Regions from separate parts of the Oryctolagus cuniculus genome. Here region 2 is linked to region 1. Evidence: chromatin contacts called from public Micro-C data. All regions are on one chromosome and are shown on one strand. The core of a region is the stretch at or near the end of the contact, and the rest is flanking DNA. Distances in the headings are between cores, read along the strand shown. Region 1 holds the start of BOC (BOC cell adhesion associated, oncogene regulated). Region 2 overlaps BOC (BOC cell adhesion associated, oncogene regulated).

Region 1 (3,464 bases), core at 347-2,846:
GGGCTCTTGGAGGTGGCACAGGGGCCAGCAACCAAAATACACTCTTCACGCTGGCCACGCAAGAAGGTAACTCTGGGTCAGAAACTGATGTGAACCCATTTAAACTTGCAAAGAAGGAATGGGGGGAGCGGCAGAACACCCCACCACACCCAGAAAGTGCCTGTTTGGGATTGCTAGTGTGTGGTTTCGGTATTCTTAGCTTCACTGCCACATCTCTGGAGGAAGACAAGTACCAGCCACTGCCATCCCCATCCTCTAAACAAAACCAATCCCCGCGGCTCCGGAAGCCCCTCCCAGATCGGCCTGCCTCCCAACCCCTCAAAAATTCTGTGGATCACCTGGGAAAGCAAAACTAACAGGCAGCACCTGCGAAGTCCAGCACAGCCTTCAGAAACCCTGCAAGCAAATTCTCCCTGGGTCGCTGGCCCGCGCCACAGCCCCATCCCACTTGTCCCGGCTGCACTGCCCCGGCTTCTCACAGTTACAGGGAAAGTCCAGGAGCGCAGCAGGAAGCTCAGGCTCGCTCACACTCACGCCCGCGCGCGTCTCTCTAGCCGCTGCCCCAGCCCCACTCACACCTCCGGACGCTCCACTTCGGCCTCGCCCCTCTGCCCCTCCAACTAGCGATGCGTTGCTGAGCGCCCGGTGCGCGCGGTCCCTCATCGGACCGTTTGCTTTACAATAAAACACCAACCCTGGTGACCCCGTAGCCCCGAAGAGGCCACAGGCTCTTCCAGTGGTTCTCTGTTTGCCGACGCCCGTGGCTGCGAGGAGCCGGGGCGCCAGTGTCAACCTTTGGGAGAAGTTGGGGAGGCTGCCCGAGCCCTTCTTCCACCCCAGAAGCTGCCGGGAACCGCTCTGGAAGCGAGGGCCGGGGGGTGTTGGACAACCAGGGCCCCGCCACGCCGCACGGCCACGGAACGAGACGCGGCAACCCCGCCTCGGCCGCAGCCGCCGAGCCCGAGCCGGCCGGCCGAGCGCTCCGACCCGCGCCCGCCGCCGCGCGTCCTGCAGCCGCCGCTCGGCTTCGCCCGGCCTGCGGCTGCCGGCCTCTCTTGCCCTTCCCCAAACCAACAAATAAACACAACTTTTTATGAAAAGAAAACAAACTTCAGCGACGTGACTCACCTCTGGTGCAGCCCGCGCCCGGGCAAGACCAGCCCGGGCCCGGGGGGCCAGCCTGGTGGGCGCGGAGAGAGCCACCCAGCCCCGCGCGGCGCGGACACGCGACACGCACGGTGACACCGGGGACGCGCCACCCGGGAGGGAGAGCGGCTGCAGCGGGCGCAACAAAGGAGCTGCCGGCCGAGAAGTTGCCGGCCGAGGAGGGAGGGCGCGTGCGGGCGCGCGTGGCTGCGGCGGGTGAGTGCGCGTGTGTGAGCGCGCGTGTGCGCGCGCGGCGGCTGACACCGCGGCCCCGGGGCTCAGGGTCCCTGCGGCAGGAAGCGGGCGCCGCGGCGGCGGCGGCGGAGGCAGCGGGAGGACGAGGCAGGGCACGGCGCGCCCAGCGCACCCGGTCCCTCCATATGGAAGAAGCTTTTTTGGATGACTGAACTCGCAAACAATTCCTCCTTTTGCTTCTCCTGCCTAGGAGCCTCCCATTACGGCTCGACGAGGAGGAGGAGGGGGAGCAGAGGAGGTGGGGAGGAGGGGGGAGGAGCAAAAGGGAGCAGAGAAAATGTCTTGGAAAGGAAGCTGGAAAAAAAAAGTCTCCCAAACTCTAGGGCAGTTCCCCCACTTTCTCTCGGCTGCACCTTAGACCCGCGCTGTCCTGCGTGTTTTTCCTCCCCGCATTACAGCGCCGTCCTCTGCCTTTCCCAAGGCCAGGGACTCCTTTGAACGCCTCCTTTTCTTTAGCTTCACCTCCGAGCCTCCCTCTCACTGATGCTGCCCCTCCCTCCTCTCCTCAAGCCTTATTCTAACACCCACCTAGCAATGGTCTCCTCCTTCGTCTGCAAACAAACTTTTGGGTAATACTCAAATCAAATTTGCTGTCATTAAATTACCGCACCACTCTCTCACACACACACACACAAACCCACACCCACTCAAAGAGTGGGGCAGTGGGTAAACCCAGAAAATCGGGCTCGGGGAAGCCCCATCGGCATCTCCGGACCCACTGGGTCACGGGAGGGTTTGTCCTCTGCTGACAGCGCCCTGACCTCCATTCATCATCCCGGGATGGAGCAGCAAGGAGAAGGGGGAGGGGGTAGAGACTAGGAGCAGGGCTGAGGTGCGTGTGCGTGTTAGTGGCGGCAGAGAAAAGTTAACTACCTCCGTGTTGGTTAGGCAACTTCCCAAGCAGTGGTTCTCAAACTTGGACCGCAGCGGCACTCCCAGGAAGACTTGCTTAAATGCAGATCACTGCGCCCTCCCACCCCCAGCCTCTGATTCAATAGTAGGTCTGGGATAGGCCTGAGAATCTGCCTCTCTAGCACCTTCTCAGGTAAGGCCCTTGTTGCCTGTCCAAAACCAATTTTTTTTTTTTTTTTAAGATTTATTTATCTGACAGAGTTACAAAGAGAGGGAGAGACAGAAAGTCTTCCATCTGCTGGTTCACTCCCCAAATGGCCACAACAGCTGGAGCTGAGCAGATCTGAAGCCGGGAGCTTCCTCTGGGTCTCTCACATGGGTGCAGAGGTCCAAGCACTTGGACCATCTCCTGCTTTCCCAGGCCGTATGCAGGGAGCTGGGTCAGAAGAGGAGCAGCAGGGATTAGAACCAGCACCCATATGGGATGCTGGCGATGCAGGTAGAGGCTTAGCCCACTATCCTACAGTGCGGGCCCCCAAGACCACTTTTTTAAACCACTTCTTCCAGGGTATTGAGAAGCCAGGCACATGGTGAGTGGGTGGCAAGTTGGGCTTCCGGTTTATTCTTTAGGGGAGAAACATAGACTGTGAGGGATCAGTCAGCCCATGTCCCCACACTGCAGCCCAGGAGATGGAAACCCAGGAGGGTGCAGCCTTTTGTAGGTAGTGAACTTGGAGCGTGTGCCGCAGTGGTGAGGCCCTGTGCCGGTGGTGCTGTCTCCCCTCTGCGGCAGGATAGCTTTGCTGGGAGTCAGGAACCCACTGTGGCTCTGAGAAAGTCACCTGAGCCTGCTGGGCCCTGGCTTTGTGTTCAGCTGCTTTGTTGCTTTAGTAAAAATCCACACTTTAGGCAAGGTACCTGATTCTAATAGAATCTGAACCAAAAGATGTTTTAGAAGGGTACACAAAGGAATTTTATTCTATATTTTTGCATTTGGTAGTTGAGGCAGCAGCCGATTTCCATGGTGATTTGTTTGGCTGCAAAGCCTGGGGACCACTCTGGTGGTCAGAACTCTTAATTCCCCAGGAGGAGTGGGCCAGCCAGTGTTCCACTGTCCTCCAACTTTCTGCCTTCCCAAGGGGATTTCAAGTCCCATTCCCACGGACAGTGGTAGGATTTTTTAAAGATTTATTTATTTATTTGAAAGGCAG
Region 2 (3,401 bases), core at 772-3,271, 77 kb before region 1:
TCAAGGAGAAAAACAGGGGGATCTGTAAAAGGCCGCGTGCTAGAAGGCGAGCTGTAGCTCTGAGCAGAGGGCCCCTGGAATAGCGAAGCGGGGACGGAGGACCTAAGCCTTGCCCAATGGGGACGTGACCTGTCGGCCTTCACTGCTGGGTTGTGCCTGAAGTCACAATATCCCACTTCTCTTCCCTGCTCTGCTTCTCCTTACCTAGCATGTTCATGTCCCTTAAAGCCATCCAGTGTTTAAAACACTACTTTCCTGAAAATGCTGCAGGATTTCTGTGAGAATTGTTTTTCCAGGTTTCGCTGTTTGACAGGGAAAGGGTACAGGAGTCTTGCGCAGCAGCTGCCCTTCTTCTTCTGGCCAGCAGAGGGCACACTTGTCCTAAACAGAGTCTGACCCAATTCCTGGAGCAGCCCTAGGATCCCTTTGTCAAATTCATTCTGGTTAGAAGCCAGGGCCTGGCATGCCTCAATGAGATTGTCTCAAGTGGCATTTCATCTCTAACTCAACCTCACTGAAATCTAGAAAACTGACCCTGCCCTGAAAACTCAGTTAAAGTATACGAAAACTGTCGCGGCAAGCCCCCGGCGCCATCAAGTCCAGTTCCACATTTAAAGGTTTTTAGTTTTCAGCCTATAAAAGAAAGCTCTGGTTGATCCTTTAGCTGGCCAGCAGTGAGTGTTGATTTTAAACCAGTGAGTCAACCGCCCCGGCGATGCCGGCCTATCTCTGGAAACAAGGGGCGTGAGCTGCCTGGGCACCACCTGTTCACGTGCAGCCCGGCCCTTAGGCAAACAGCAGCTCGGAGGAAAGATGTGGATTGAATACACACACCTATATATAAAGGATTGGTTTCATTCCTTCAATCTGATCAGAGCTCCCCCACAAGAGAACCAGGAATCTGCTGTTCCTTGCCCATTCTACAGAACGCGTTAATCAAAACACAACAGACAACGTCTGAAAAGACAAAACAAAAAAATGCAAAACGTTTTCGCTGACTTCTCCAGATGTCATCACTGAATGGATGGGTATTCTCTTCAATCCTCAAAGACTGAATTCCATCGTCTCAAGAAAATGCTGACTCATAGATGACTAAGCTGAAGGTTACAGGGAAGACTAAATATTTATTTAGAAGTTACAGTGTTTGTTTTTACAGAGATATGTTGTCACAGATTACTGATGCTGGAAGGTCTGTTAATGCTTATGGTGCTGTACACATCGCAGTCTGGTCTCCTGGCGTCTCAGGAAAGCGTTTCCTGTAGCACAGATGCAGCCATCTTCGGGGGTCTGTCTCCAGACTGTGGTTCTTGCTCTTCCCTCGTGGCGGTCAAGTGCAGTGTGCCTAGGAGTCTTCCTTTCGTCCGCTGGGCTGTGGGCCTCCTGCCGCCTCCCAGGCAGCCGGCAAAAGTCCTCAGCAAGGAGTCCGTGCTCTGGCCATCGCCATTACTCTGTCCTGGGTGACTCCTGTCCTGCTGAGGTTCGTTTCCCTCTCGTGCTTCAATGGGAAGGATGCCTTATGTCTCTCCAGAATTATAAAAACACATATACAGTTATTTACAAGTGCATAAATATATAAATATGACTATAATAGAAAAATAAATACCAATTTTTCTCTGTCTCTTTAAAAAAAAAAAAAACATAGTCTTTCTGGGATATCAGCTTCTGCCTAAACTGTAGGAGGCGGCGTTTCAAAAGACACATGCACCGTTGGGCTGGCGGAGCGCCGCATCCCAGGTTCCTGTCCTAGGTAGGACCCCGTGGGGTGCTGGGGACACCAGTCTCCTCCACCCACTTGGCAGATGTCAGGACTGTCCACCTCTTCCACGGGTACCAGGCCCAAACAGCACGGGGTCCCTGTGGGGGAGAGAAGGTGGGAGCGTTATTAAAACCCAGACTGACCAGGAAACCAACTCATGGTGGCAATGGGCCAGTCTGTCTGGTGGCAGCTGGTTATACTGGCCCAAAGGGAGGGAGAGAACCTACAACCAAGTGCAGGCATTCATGGAGAGGGCCACTGGCTACACTCGTCCCACCCACCTGGGACCGTGGAGGCTCCCAAGCACTCAGCCTGCCCCCGAGGGTTCAGGCTGCTAGTCATAACCATCACACCCACAATTCACTCCCTGCAGACTGACGTGCGGCTGGGGCTGGCTCTAGGAGTCTTTCAGAATCTAACTTCCCAGAGATCGGGCCTAGGATCTGCACGGGAATGGACGTGCACACCACACAGACTGAGAAACATCAGCAATCCTCTGAACCAGCCTCGGTCCTAACTGGGCACCCACGGATTTCCAAGGGGACCAGAGGACCAGAGGTTGGTGCTGGGGGGAGGGACAGGAAAGGCCCTGAGCCCCTCGGAGAAGTTCTGTGCGTGCACAGAGCTCTGATGATGCTGTTTGTGAGAACTTGGCTCCTTAACGACTGATGCAATCTTATTCCTTAATTAAGAGACAAGACCCAACAGAGCAAGTGATTAGAGAATGCTTCTTGGTGACGGGAGGCGAAAGGAATTTGTGAATGGCCTTGAAATGCAGACACAAAACAGGCTCCTATCCCTGGCACGGGGAAGTGGCCCTTTCCTTGGCCTCTGAGGGCCACGGATTACAGCGCTGCAGGATCCACCTGGTGTGCCCACAGACCTTCCGCAGCCAGGGGAGTGGCGAGCCTCCCCCACCCCCGCTCCCCTCCACACTGGAGCAGTGGATTGCCCCTCAGCACGCCCCACTTTAGAGACTGCTCGCTCCTCGCCTCTACTGCTGGGCCATGAATGCCGACCTCAGGTCATCCCCAACCTGTTCACTTTTGCTGCCCGGTCCCTGGCCCTGACCTGAGTGAAATGCAGGGTCCCACGGCGCCTCCAGCCCAGGACCGTCGGGTGCACTCCTCACGTGTGACCGGCCCGTGGCAAGAGGCTGTTCCTGGAGGTGGGGCTGCAGCAGCTGGTGAGCTGAGTCATCAGGCAGTGTGTATAAGAATGCGCCCTCGTCTGGGTGAGGCGTGGGGCCCCTGCGTTGCAAAAGACCAGACGGCGCGGTGAGGCGGGGACAAAGTGGGCCAGCGCCCTGCGGCATCCCCACGCCTGCCCTGGCCGCGGGGCGTCACACCATCAGTTCCACCGACCCTGCTGGCGCACTGCCATTTCATTCTGCAGGGGGAGCTGTGGAGGCGGGTGTCCAGGGGCCCCAAGTTGGTTGTATGTGGGCATCTCCGGCCCACCCAGCGAGGGAAGGATTCGGAGGCCAGGTCTCAGGTGGCAAGGGGATCCTAACCACAAGCACAACACTTAGTGCTGAGGGGCACAGCCTGGCGGGAGGATGGCGGTCAGCCTCGGGGGCCACCAAGACAAGCAACAGCACTCGGTGCTTGGCGAGGGGCTACAGAGAGGTGGGACTCCGAGGCTA

Evidence for each region. A called contact is a pair of places that touch in the nucleus more often than the background predicts.
Region 2: a contact with region 1 is called in a Micro-C map of ear pinna, with 3 times the contacts expected there. The contact joins the enhancer-like site here to the promoter of BOC in region 1. A contact is called at or near these places in 3 of 6 Hi-C or Micro-C datasets (ear pinna, embryonic fibroblasts and skin fibroblasts).

The regions. Positions count from the first base shown.
Region 1 is chr4:69,238,096-69,241,559 of mOryCun1.1, reverse strand. BOC (BOC cell adhesion associated, oncogene regulated) reads right to left here and starts at 1,596. Exons shown (of 19, transcript XM_008266939.4): 1 at 1,129-1,596. It overlaps LOC138849277 (a long non-coding RNA gene), which reads left to right and starts at 1,233. Exons shown (of 3, transcript XR_011387876.1): 1 at 1,233-1,362.
Region 2 is chr4:69,315,436-69,318,836 of mOryCun1.1, reverse strand. BOC (BOC cell adhesion associated, oncogene regulated) reads right to left here. Exons shown (of 19, transcript XM_008266939.4): 18 at 2,828-3,006; 19 at 1,105-1,854. The coding sequence ends at 1,667. Among named protein-coding and RNA genes, the nearest start is that of BOC, 77 kb to the right of the region's middle. Within about 2 kb of position 2,021, at least 2 of the 8 cell types and tissues checked have an H3K27ac peak or open chromatin away from gene starts, as enhancers often do. A contact at or near this core is called in ear pinna, where this site is marked.